2 separate regions of the Danio rerio genome follow, and region 2 is linked to region 1. The links are chromatin contacts, called in public Hi-C maps. All regions are on one chromosome and are shown on one strand. The core of a region is the stretch at or near the end of the contact, and the rest is flanking DNA. Distances in the headings are between cores, read along the strand shown.

What was found. A called contact is a pair of places that touch in the nucleus more often than the background predicts.
Region 2: a Hi-C map of embryo shows a contact between it and region 1, with 2.0 times the contacts expected there. The contact joins two enhancer-like sites. A contact is called at or near these places in 3 of 18 Hi-C or Micro-C datasets (caudal fin and embryo).

What each region holds. Positions count from the first base shown.
Region 1 is chr8:13,724,444-13,730,703 of GRCz12tu, forward strand. It overlaps dab2ipa (DAB2 interacting protein a), which reads right to left. Exons shown (of 18, transcript XM_017357419.4): 14 at 2,691-3,582. Among named protein-coding and RNA genes, the nearest start is that of endog, 32 kb to the left of the region's middle. Within about 2 kb of position 3,323, at least 3 of the 62 cell types and tissues checked have an H3K27ac peak or open chromatin away from gene starts, as enhancers often do.
Region 2 is chr8:13,824,831-13,831,965 of GRCz12tu, forward strand. It overlaps dab2ipa (DAB2 interacting protein a), which reads right to left. Exons shown (of 18, transcript XM_017357419.4): 5 at 1,168-1,286. Among named protein-coding and RNA genes, the nearest start is that of dab2ipa, 89 kb to the right of the region's middle. Within about 2 kb of position 1,436, at least 7 of the 62 cell types and tissues checked have an H3K27ac peak or open chromatin away from gene starts, as enhancers often do.

The sequences.
Region 1 (6,260 bases), core at 2,073-4,572:
GGGCAGTGCTTGCCCTGCATCCTCGTTATGTCGTTTCTATTGGCTTTCTGGCCATTATTAATGTAAATCTATTGCATTTGTAAATCTGGAATAGAAACTACTTTCCAATTAGTTATTTTGTGTTTTTATGTCCGAAATTTTATTTTGCATGATATTGCTATCAAAATATAAAACACATACCCAGGAGACGTGTGGCTTTTGACTTATAACTTTTCTGTATTGCTCCAGGACCAATTTCATATATTTATGAAATAATAAAATCTGGACGAAGCAGTGGCGCAGTAGGTAGTGCTGTCACCTCACAGCAAGAAGGTCGCTGGGTCGAGCCTCGGCTTCGTTGGTGTTTCTGTGTGGAATTTGCATGTTCTCCCTGCGTTCGCGTGGGTTTCCTCAGGGTGCTCCGGTTTCCCCCACAGTCCAAAGACATGCGGTACAGATGAATTGGGTTGGCTAAATTGTCCGTAGTGTATGAGTGTGTGTGTGAATGTGTGTGTGGATGTTTACCAGAGATGGGTTGCAGCTGGAAGGGCATCTGCTGCGTAAAAACTTGCTGGATAAGTTGTGCAAGTTTTTTACACTACTTAAGAATCTATAGGTTTTTTTTGTTTTTGTTTTGAACATTATAAAATCTAGATGCTGGAATAATAAAGCCTAACGTGTCTTCTTTCCAAAGATATATGAACTGTGAAGGTAGACCAAATTACTCAGCAACTGTTACTGTTTTATATTGGGAAGGTAATTTTTAAAATGCCTCTGGCGGTGAGGACAAGTAGGACACCGATATAGTCTCAGAAAACCTTTTACAGAAATCTTATTTTGCATGCTATCTTTATTAAATTTGAAATATAAACTTATGAGAGACTAGGCTTTGTTTGTTTATGAAAAAACAAATATTAAAAACACTACAATTTTTCTTTCTCATTACTTCATAATATATAACTTTTCATATTTTTTTAGCATGAAACTTTCTAGATGGATTCAAAGTGTCTTCTTTCCAATGATATTTAATTTTTGTTTGTAGCTCACTGGGGTCAAGGACTTTTACTATTTAAAGTTAGGTAGGTGTAAATACCCAAAAATGAGTACTGGCTAACACAAGTAACTACTAAAATGAGGGAACAAATTCTTGATTATACACATACTTGTTTTCTAAAAAGCTTCTCAAAATAGTGTAGAAATGACAAGTGTAGTCAAAATGACTGAAAACACCATCCAATTATGGCTACCAGTTGTTTTAAGTTCTTAGACAATATTTGGTTTTATACAAATTAAAATCATTTGGGTACATAGGGACTGAATAAAGTGAGTGAAACACAACATCTGCATAAATCAACAACAAGGGTTTTGGTAAACTAAATGTTGATGATTTAAATTTGCACTAAAATTATATTTCTGATGAGTACAATTAAATTGACATAATTGACATGAATATGACATGATTAAATATCATATTAAATATGACATGATCTTTTCATCAAGATATAAACCATACCAAATAAAGCCAAAACATTTGTATTGCTTCCTGGTGGGTGGCTGCAGCACATATCATAAAAAAATTGTACAAATGTAACAAATACATTTTCAAATGAGCTTTTTCCATAAACGATTTAGATAATTTTAGGTAGTACTTATTTTAATTCACATGCTGAAGTACGTTTATATGTGTATTATGTAAGTTTGACACCCAGCGGTTGAACTTACATTACATTCCTGGATTAAAAAAAACATTGGTTGTCAGATTGAGGACCACCAGAAGCGAGTCTGACAATCGAGCCTAAAGGCTGATTTAAGTCATGTTCTATATAAAAGTAACAGCACACGATAGAGTTTTTGTTCTAACCAACACCTTAAATTAATATATTAGAAATGGCTTGCAGCTGAATAACAGCAAACTGGCAATGCTTACCTCAGGTAAACCTCATGTGCTTTTACTTATGTTAAATGTGTTAAAACCAAAACAAAGACAGATATTCTGGCACGTAACACATTTTCAAAGCAGAAAATCTGACTTCAGCATTGTTTTTCAGATAACCAAGATTGTTCAAGTGGCATGTTTCTTAAATATTTGCAAACATATTATGGTATTTTATGCTTTAGAATTGTCAAAAACTTATACAGAACATTTAAGTGTAAAGTGTTTATTTTTCTAACACGTTTGCTTTTAGTTAATTGTCACATGTGTATTTGCAATTAGGCCGAGAAGGGTATAAATGGAGGTCAGAGCCAGGTTCAAATGGTTTGGTCAGCTCAAAGTGGGTGGGACTTAAGCTCCAAGGGGGCTGAACACACCTCCTGGAGTTTTCATTTATCTTGTACATAACATGGAGTCCAACCTACTGTGTTTTATGAATGTCTACACCTACCCTAACCCTAAACCCAACCCTAGACCCAATCTAACAGTGACCTGTTATGTTTTATTAATGTTTATACAGTACCTACACCACCCCTAAACCCAGCCTAACTGCAGCATAAGTCCCTCCCACCTAGAGGTCTGCAGGAGGCTGCAGTCATACCTACTTGATTGGGCTAACTAGTAAACAAGAACCCTATCTAATTGGTATCGTTTCTAGTGACATCATTGCACAAGGTCACAGCAACCATACTTGGAACATTATGGCTTCAGTTTTAAATAATGAAATGAAATAGACACATTTATGAAAACTAGAGAAATAGTGTTCAAATGGACTCACTTGTTTGTGTAGTGTGCGCTGCTTGGACTCTGGACTGTCCCCTTTGGAGGACGAAGACTGTTGCCTCAGTCTAGTGCCGCTGCTGGGCCAGTCAGGAGACGATGACATCATACTTCCACTGGAGGGCCGTGGATAGGGAGCAGTGTTGAGCATGTTTGGTGGAGTGCGGCCTCTTGTAATGGCTGGAGGTGGTTGGTCTATCCGGCGCTGCGGGCCAGCACTGTTCTGCCGCGGTACATTGGTCTGGTGTTGGGTCTCTGTAAGTGACAGCTGTCGACGTGTAAACTCTCCAGGACGTTGAATAAATTCATCCCCACTACTGCCCCCTCCGCCGCTCGCCCCTGTGCTGGACTGGCTTATAAACGGGTGCTTTGGCCCCGCGGTAGCTGCTTCCTCTGCATTGCTGCTGATGGAACTCTGGCATTCAGATCCTGAATCGGCCACTGCACGGGGTGACACAGGCAATCCGGCGGCCATCTGGTACACAGGGTTCTGGAAGGAGAGCGGGGCAAGCAGCTGGGACCTTCCTGGGGCAGACTCTGTGCTCGGGGTGGTGGGGGTCTGACCTGCTCTCCTCAGGGTTGGACCACTGGGCGTGTTGCCCTTTATGGTGCGGGTGGTCCACATTCCTGCGCTCTGGCCAGCAGACGCCTGGCTGTCGTTGATGGGGTCACTGAAGGAGGTGTTGGCAGCGCTCTCTAGAGAACGGCTGTCCTGCAGGTCCACCATTGACAAGCTCTTGCTACCGTTGGGGATCTGAACATCTGGCTCGTTGGCCTCGGAGTAACTGGAGCTGCGGGCGGGTGACGGCTGAATCACAGAATTCCTTGTGACAAAGAACAGGTCCTTGTTTTCGGGGGTCGGCGAGGGCAGTCGAGTGAAATCCACCAGCCTGTCCAAAAGATGACAGGACAAAATGAAGATCACAGCTGTTTTTTTATTATTCAAATTAAACTCATTATCTAGCTCAGGGGTGTCCAATTATTCTCCTGGAAGGTCAATGCCCTGCAGAGTTCTGCTCCAATCAAATTATCTACAAGTTTCTGTTGTGTCTAAAGACCTTGGTCACGTGGTTTAGGATTTGTTTCAGTTTGGTAGGAGCTAAACTCTGCAGGGCTGCTAGGTCAGAAATCACATATTGCACTTGCTTACTAGGCTTCTCTCAAAATTTCTTGCTGTGATTAATTGCTTAAACTTTTGTCATGATACATGGTATCATCAATATATTGAGCTGCAAAAAAGATTACTTTAACAGGCAGAATAACCTAAAATACCTACTGTTTTACTTTAAAGCAGAGATGCCTAAAGTTGGCCCATGGTAACCTTTGATTTGGCCCACCCTCCCATCAGAAAAGAGTGGGAGCAGGGATGGGAATGTGGAATGGAAGGTGGTTTGACAGAGATTGTAAGATTAACGTTGACAAATTCAACGTAAATTTTTGTTTGTTTGTTTTGTGACTGAACAATAAAACAATAAAAAGCCAACTGAAATGAAATGTTTCAAATAAATGTTATAAATGAATCAGACTTTTAAAATGTGAATACTGTCACTTGTCAAATAGAGGACAATGCACAAGACATCTGCGAGCAAATCAAGGCAAAGCCAAGAGCAGCTCGACTATATTAAACATTGAATTGCATTGTGTTATAAATGTGATTGTTTATTTTTTATTTTTTTCTACTTTTCTGGTAATTTTTAATATTAGCTAATAAATTAGGAAATTACCCTTGGCAAACTTAATGTAATATATATATATATATATATATATATATATATATATATATATATATATATATATATATATATATATATATATATATATATATATATATACATACATACATACACACATATATATATATATATATATATATATATACATACATACATACACACATATATATATATATATATATATATATATATATATATATATATATATATATATATATATATATATATATATATATGGCTCATAGCCCTCAATCAAGGTTGGTTTTTGGCCGGTTTGGACACCCCTGCTTTAAAGTGTTACCTATTTTGTAATATATTGAATATTTATTTATTTATTTATTTATTTATTTATTTATTTATTTATTTATTTATTTATTTATTTATTTATTCTGAACATGTATATGCAATTAAGGGTGCACTCACACTATGCTATCCAAACCATGACCAGGTGCGTTTCCTGGTTTGTTTGACAAGTATGAGTGCTCCAAATCGGGCCCAGGTGCGGTTCAGTTGGCCGGCCCTGGCCCGGTAGGAAGAGGTGTGCCAGAGGTTAGGCTTTGGCGTGGTACGCTTTTAGTGTGAGCGCAAATCGTGCCTAAGCCCGAAACTGAAGACGCAACGTCACTTTTAAGGGACTGTTTCAGATGAGTTTATTAATCATTCTTACTTTTCAATGAACGTGAACTGTCATAGTTTATTACAGGCGCAAACCCCTCACTGCACGACAGCAAACCTCCTAATATCTGCAGTGTGAGGGCTTTTATGATAACTTATGAATGCAAAAGTTGTGGATCTGTTCTGCAAAATATTTGATTGTGTGTCACTGCATCCGTAACGACTAAAAATAATACAAAACTATATAACTAAAGCACATCCACTGTGTTGAGTGAGAGCGCTTCTCTCTGTTCAACTGAACAGCGCACCATCGATGACAAAAGCGTACTCTGTCTCGGATGCAATGTGAGTGCAAGCCGTTGGGAAAGAGGGGACAACTGCGCTTCGGCACGGTTCAAGGCAACTGTACATAGTGAGAGTATGCCCAAAGTCTCATTAGAAAACTTTAATGCATTAAATTTCACAGTGTGAAATAGGCATATTATAGTTATGTTAAAGTTAAGTAAAAAAATTTATTGAATTCATTCACACTCATACACTATGGACAATTAAGCCTACCCAAATCCCCTATACCGCATGTATTTGGACTGTTGGGGAAACTGGAGCACCCGGAGGAAACCTACACAAACGCAGGGAGAACATGCAAAGTCCACACAGAAATGCCAACTGACCCAGCCGAGGCTTGAACCACTAACCTTCTTGCTGTGAGGCTACAGCACTATCTATTGCACCACTGTGTCACCCTGTTCTTACATCGACTTTAGTTAAATTAACTGATGTTAACAAATGGAGCCTTATGATAGTTAACAAATACACTGTATATATATATACACACACACACACACACACACACACACACACACACACACACACACACACACACACACACACACACACACACACACACACACACACACACAAACACACACACACAAACACACTCACAAATATATACATATACATATATACATATCTCCTTTTAAGTCTTCAAGCATTAATGAACCACCACTAATAAAACCGTCAGAATATTCCTAAAAGGGAACTCTAAACGTTTAAATAATAAATAACTATTATTCACAGCACTGTTAAGTGCCACATTATTTTCTTTATCACAATATATTAAATTACTGAATAGCAGCATAAATGTCTATACTTTACTATACAGAATATTTGACAAATAAGTGTTATAATTATAGTATTAAGTATTATAATTATATTAA
Region 2 (7,135 bases), core at 186-2,685, 98 kb after region 1:
TCGGACTGCTTTCATACTGTACACTGCTCATGTGGTCAAATGTGTTCAAATAGGCACAAAACACCACCTTCTCCATGCCTACTGGACATCAATGACCACTTTAAGACGTGTTATGAGAGAATGCATATTCAGGAATTAAAAAAAGAATTCATTGTTGCCATCGCTTTACATTTACATTACATTTAGTCATTTAGCAGACGCTTTTATCCAAAGCGACTTACAAATTCCCTTGTTTTACATTTGTTGTTTATTCAACAGTGCTATGGCAAAAATGATGTAGAGTGTTAAAAAATAAAAACAAAGCATCAAGACTAAATCAGAAACATTTGTATACGTATATGTTAATACCAGGTGGGAAAGGGAAAGAGTCTCGATTGGCAACTGCAATTCGATGACTGAAAAACCCAGAGAAGCACTGAGATGTCAAATTGCGGTTAATTTCAATATGCAATGTGCAAATATGTTTGAGTATGTAAGGAAAATATTGCTTAGATATCAGCAGTATAGCAAAGGCAAGCGGTCAGTCCACCTTCTCAAATGACTTTACCATCCACCGTGCACTTTAGTTGACTTCTGTGCGCATTGCTACAAGCTTGTACACAAGCAACTTACACTGACCTGAGGCTGGGAAACAAGCTACACCGTGTAGGTCACTGTACTGAAGTCAGATCAAAACAACATATGGACTCAGCATCCCGGAGCCTGATATTTCTTTTCTTGACAACCCAAACAACACGCGGGGAGCCGAATATTTCATAAGCATCTTTCACAAATTAGACTGCAGCCAGAGCATTTATCCTGCAAGTAAATCCAATTCATTCCTCACTCTGTGAACCCTATTCATCGGGGAGAAAGATGACTCAGACATTTTAGCACAGCAATAAGTGACTCTAAACAATCCTAATGGAGATGAATAGAGAAGATAAATGTAGGGAGAACATCGTGATGGATGCTACAAAATTCAGCAGGATAAAAAAGTACGACAATGAGGCAAACTTGTTGGCACAAAATCAACATTTTAACATAAATTATAATGACCAATGTGACGGCACATTAGACAGGATTCACTGACAGCTGCCAATATGATGATTTAAAGTGTTGAAATGAATAAAAATATTAATTTAACAAACAAGAAGCCTTAATTGATGGTAAACGGTTCCACCTTACCTGTCATTCTCCGCGCTCTTGAAGCCCGGTAAGATGTTCCTGAAGCTGCTGTGTCGGTCGAGCTTCGGCTGGCTTTTGGTGCGTTTAATGGAACCCTTCAGTCTGCGGCTCAAGAAGCCCTGGACAAGAAGTCAGAGGAAAGGACTGTATTAAACTAAAGATTCATCAACCACTGGAGCAGCTGCATGTGAAAAGCGCCGCCGCTCAGTTCACTCTTTCCACTCTCCTCTCATCCGTAGCGTTTGGTTGAGCCGTGCATAGCTGTGCGATTGGTGCGGCACACACACACACACACATCTGCTGGCAGCGCTGGGCTGAAGGAGCTTCACTGATGTGATACTCCCCTCAAAGCCGCTGTTACCATGGAAACTGTTGGCTGGCATGGAAAGGGGGGAAAAATACTGGTGCACTGCAAGTTCATGGGGGGAGAGCTGAGCTGGTGCTTTTAGGACACTTACAGATTAGGGCAAGATTAAAAGGACTTGAATTATTCTTCAAAGTCTGAGTGAGATGCTTAAAACATGGCCAAAAAAAGAGTCACAGAATTGCAGATACAGGGTGGGGGATCTGAAAAAAGGCCTCATGCAATTGAATGGCTAACTGATCTTGACAAACCACATAGTTCCTATAGCACAACAACCAAGGTGCAAATTACAGGGGGGTTTGATCACCCCTATTAAGGCCTTATCTCCCCTGAAAGAGGTCAAAACAAGATGTATGGGGTGTGTGTGTGTGGGGGGGGGGGGATGTTTCACTCTGAACTGTATTTTAAATAATAATGTTAATAATTTAAATAATAGATAGTATAAATATACATTTGATTCACCCTATAACTGTTCAAACCATTGTTAATGCATAATGCGCCAATCAGTCTATTGGTGTAAAAAGTATAAAAGTGGCAGATCTAGAGCTTAGCCAGAAGCTAGCTCTCTGCAACTCTCACATGGTCGCCCACTTAAGCTAAGCAGGGCTGCGTCCAGTCAGTACCTGAATGGGAGACCACATGGCAAAGCTTGGTTGCTGCCGGAAGTGGTGTTAGTGAGGCCAGCAGGGGGCGTTCAACCTGCGTTCTGTGTGGGTCCTAATGCCCCAGTATAGTGAAGGGGACACTATACTGCTCAGTGAGAGTTGTCTTTCGAATGAGATGTTATACCGAGGTCCTTACTCTCTGTGGTTGTTAAAAATTCTAGGATTTCTTTCGAAAAGGAGTGGGGATTTAACCACGGCATCCTGGCCAAATATGCCATCCCCATATCATAATTGGCTACATCACTCTGTCTCCTCTTCACCAATTAGCTGGTGGGCGGTCTGGCGCAATATGGCTGCCGTCGCATGGATGCTGCACACTGGTGGTGGATGAGGAGATTCCCTACAAAGTGTAAAGTGCCTTAAGTGTCTAGCAATCTAGTATAGTATAGTATAGTATAGTATAGTATAGTATAGTATAGTATAGTATATTATAGTATAGTATAGACCAGTAAAGTATTCACCTTATTCTTCGCGTACGCAGAAATTTAAATCCTTTAGGCTCCGGTCTCATTCACTATCATTCATTTTTGGACATTAAACACAGCTTGTTTAGCTGCTTGATGTTGCAAACTGATATTTTTTTATTATATTATATTATATTATATTATATTATATTATATTATATTATATTATATTATATTATATTATATTATATTGTCTGTATAATCATACAAACACTTGTTTGTAGAGTAAGTTTTTTGACAGTTTTCTGCCGTTTATTATTCCCAGTCATTTTTTCCCATAGGCGGCTGAATAGGAAGCTTTAAAACAATCGCAAAAACAAGTGCACTATAGCCAAACTTGCTTAATGATATCATCTTATATAATCTTGAAACAGACATATGATAAAGATAAGAGTCTTGTCTTTAAGTATAGTGTCTTATAGTATAGTATAGTATAGTATAGTATAGTATAGTATAGTATAGTATAGTATAGTATAGTATAGTATTGTATAGCATAGCATAGTATAGCTAAACTTTATTTATCTTTTATATTCTTGAAACAGATGTATAATAAAAAAGGATAGAGTCTTGTCTTGTAGTATAGTATAGTATAGTATAGTATAGTATAGTATAGTATAGTATAGCCAAACATGCTTAATGATATGTTATATAATCTTAAAAAAGACGTATAATAAATAAAGATAAAAGAGTCTTGCTTTTACAGAGCTTTTTAGACTCTAGAAAGCCAAACAGTTCAGCTTAAAGACATCTTATCGAAACAACTTCAAAGGCAATTTTGCTTCCGGGTGCTATCTAATTTTTTCAGCTCTTTGTTTTATATTTTCAAGGAATCTTTCACATGGATTTTGCCATCTGCTGAATTTCCAAATGGAATTATTCATTGAGCCTGTCAGGGTGAAGGAAGAGCACTGTTTGATGCTGCTGTTGTTTGGAGGAGATGCTAAACTGGAGGCTGCAGCTGCAGTCTGGATCAATGACAGCGCAGTGTGTAGCGCTCCACTCCTCAAACAAGCTCAAGCCATGGAGAGATTCTGCATCTCTCACAATTCAACTATTCGCTTGAGGTTCACATGAGGTCAAGTATTACAATCGCGTGTACTTTTTTCCTGCATACAATAGCTTTAGAACTTCAGGTTCAATTGCCTATGGGAGAAATTGCAATAATAAACAGAAGAAAATAGTTAAACTGCTTGCTCTACAAAAAAGTGTGTCCATGACTTTACAGACAAAGCAGAATAACATAATTAGGATACAGCCTGCATCACTATTACAATAGTTTGTTTCTCTGGATTTAAACATTCTTAAAACATTTAGGATAAAGTACACGAGTCAGAAAAAATTATATATATATATATATATATATATATATATATATATATATATATATATATATATATATATATATATATATATATATATACATATATATACATATACATATATATATATATATATATATATATATATATATATATATATATATATATATATATATATATTGCTCTTTTTGGGAATCTTGGAAGCAATAGAAATTACAAATGTAAAACAGGAAGTACATTGGGACCATTGCTTTTGTTTACATCCCTCAAAAATTGTGATTTTGTTAATATTGTTATTTCAAATGTAGAATAAATAAATAAATAAATAAATAAATAAATTGCAGCCTCTAAATTATTGTGGATTGATTGGCCCCACCAATGTAGCTGATTCACTGCCCCTCCCCGTCATTGTTGACAGCATGCACACACCTTCAACAGACAGCAACAATTGATATGTTTGTAATACATGTACATATGTTCACTTAAAGACCTATTTTTAGTTAAATAATAAATGTGTTAACATTACTTAGCACGGCTCAGAATTAGGTCATTTTGGTTTGCATTGTTTAACGTTTTCGCTTTTCTACAGAACTTTCGCTTTTACTGATTACTAATACACATTTGAAAATAAAAAATAAAATTAGAGGTAAAGTTCTTATAACATGAGTTGTTTAGCATTGTTTGTGGGATTTATGCACAACTTTAGGTTCATGAGATGGAACCCTTTTTATTAAAAAATCTAGCTTATTTAGCACCTTTATTGTTTTGTTTATTGACTTACAAGCATTTTGTAACAACTGTATTAATAATATTGTGGCTCATAAAGGAATATGGATACATGATATTATTAGTGAGTGTCTGAGTATATAATAATGCCTTAATTTTTTTCAGTTCGTTCGTTTGTTTTATAAATTAATTCATTAATCTTCATTAGTTTTAGTCAAGGCATATACTGTATTCTGTGTAAGAAAAGTATGTAAAAAAATAACACTGAAAAGTGTTTTTAAACTAAATATTGGTTTTTATTTGGTTTGCACATGTGCTTGCTGAATTATTTCAAGGAATAAATAGCAATAATTTAAGTGTAATGAATTTAAATCACATTATTTCATTTATCAATAACAAAAAAATAACATTACACTAAATACATACATTTTTTTGTGTGTGCCATCACAAGATTTGGTGTGGCCTCATCTGGCTACCCCTAAGAAAAGTTTCTGGGGGCGCCACTGCCAGTAACGTTCTTGCTGTGAGGTGCCAGTGCTAACCACCGAGCCACTGTGCCACCCCCCTTACAATATAGTTTCTAAAAAAAACATATTCATACCCATGCCATTATACACATTTGTGTCCTAATATGTCACAAAAACACCCCCTTACACACTGAAACCCCTCTGTTTTCTGTGTATACAATCATGAACTCTTGAACATTTTTTGGCATTCAGAATAGCACTACTCTAGGCCTAACATACTGTATGCGCTTATGTTGGCATCAAATCACAGTAATAAGCTCTGTCAGCTGTCAAAAGGCTGAAGGTCTGCAGATTCCTTTATGTCTATTGTGTGCATGTACTGAATTGCTGTAACGCTGAGCTGCTGATCCCGCATTCCCCCATTCAGCCTCTTCTCCTGTCATCTTAATGCTTGGCCCCTCTCTGCCCTCTTGTGTCCGTGTCTGCGAGTTTGTGTCTGACAGCTTTAATTGTGTGGCTGTCCGTTTGCATGCACTGACCATCCCAGACATGGCGTGAAACATTTAGAGTGCCATAAACAGAGATCTGAAGGCCCTGTTCGGATTTGTACAACCTTTGTAAGACAGTGGAAGGCTAAGCTCTGTTCTGACCTCAACGTGGCACTGACAGACTGTTAGTCACACTGGTACTACTGAAGAAAAGATCTGTGGATCTGTTACAAAATGCATATAGTCTAAACAGACAGCATTTTAGGCACAACGATATTAGAATATTACAATATTTTTGTAATTATTATTTGAGTAAAATTTTCCTATTAAATATAGGGTTCTTACAGTTTTTCCAAAGTCAAATTTAATTAATTTTCAAGCACTTTTTTGGTGCATTTAGGCGCAACTTTTCCAGCACTTCAATGTGGCAAATTACATATTTACATACTTTATCACATTATATCAGATGCCAATCCTTATTGTATACTATAGTTTAGTATAGTCATTTATTCAATTTTCTTTGGCTTAGTCCCTTTGTTCATCAGGGGTCACCACAGTGGAATGAACCGCTGACTTATCCAGCATATGTTTTACACAGTGGATGCCCTTCCAGCTGCAACCAAGTACTGGGAAACATCCATACACTCTTATTCACACACACTCATACACTATGGCCAATTTAGCTTATCCAATTCACCTGTAGCTCATGTCTTTGGACTGTAGGGGGAAACCCACGCAAACATGGGGGAGAACAAGCAAACTCCACACAGAAATGACTCGAACCAGCAACTTTCTTGCTGTGAGATGACAGTGCTAACCACTGAGCCATACTGTCAACACAGTATAGTATACTAAAAAGGAAAATACAAAAAAAAAATCTTTTTAAATGTATATTTATGGGCGATGCAGTGGCGCAGTTGGTAGTGCTGTCGCCTCACAGCAAGAAGGTCTCTGGTTCGAGCCTCGGCTGGGTCAGTTGGCGTTTCTGTGTGGAGTTTGCATATTCTCCCTGTGTTTGCGTGGGTTTCCTCCAGGTGCTGCTGTTTCCACCACAGTCCGAAGACATGTGGTACAAGTGAATTGGATAGGCTAAATAGTCCATAGTGTATGAGTGTGAATGAGTGTGTATGGATGTTTCCCAGGGATGGGTTGCAGCTGGAAGGGTACCAGCTGCATAAAAACGTGCTGGATAAGTTGGTGATTCATTTCGCTGTGGAGACCCTGAATTAATAAAGGGACTGAGCCGACAAGAAAATGAATGCATGAAGGAATTTCTATTAATTTTAATTTCAAAGAACACAAATAATAAAAAATACATGTACATCTACAGTTTTCTTTTAATACGAAATAATAGAGATTTATTTTTATTAGATTATATTTAAATAGCTAATTATTACTATCTATTTAGTAAGATTAATTATTATGAATGCAACAAACTTAAATTCTTAAGCAGTTTCAAGCAATTGAAAAAAAAT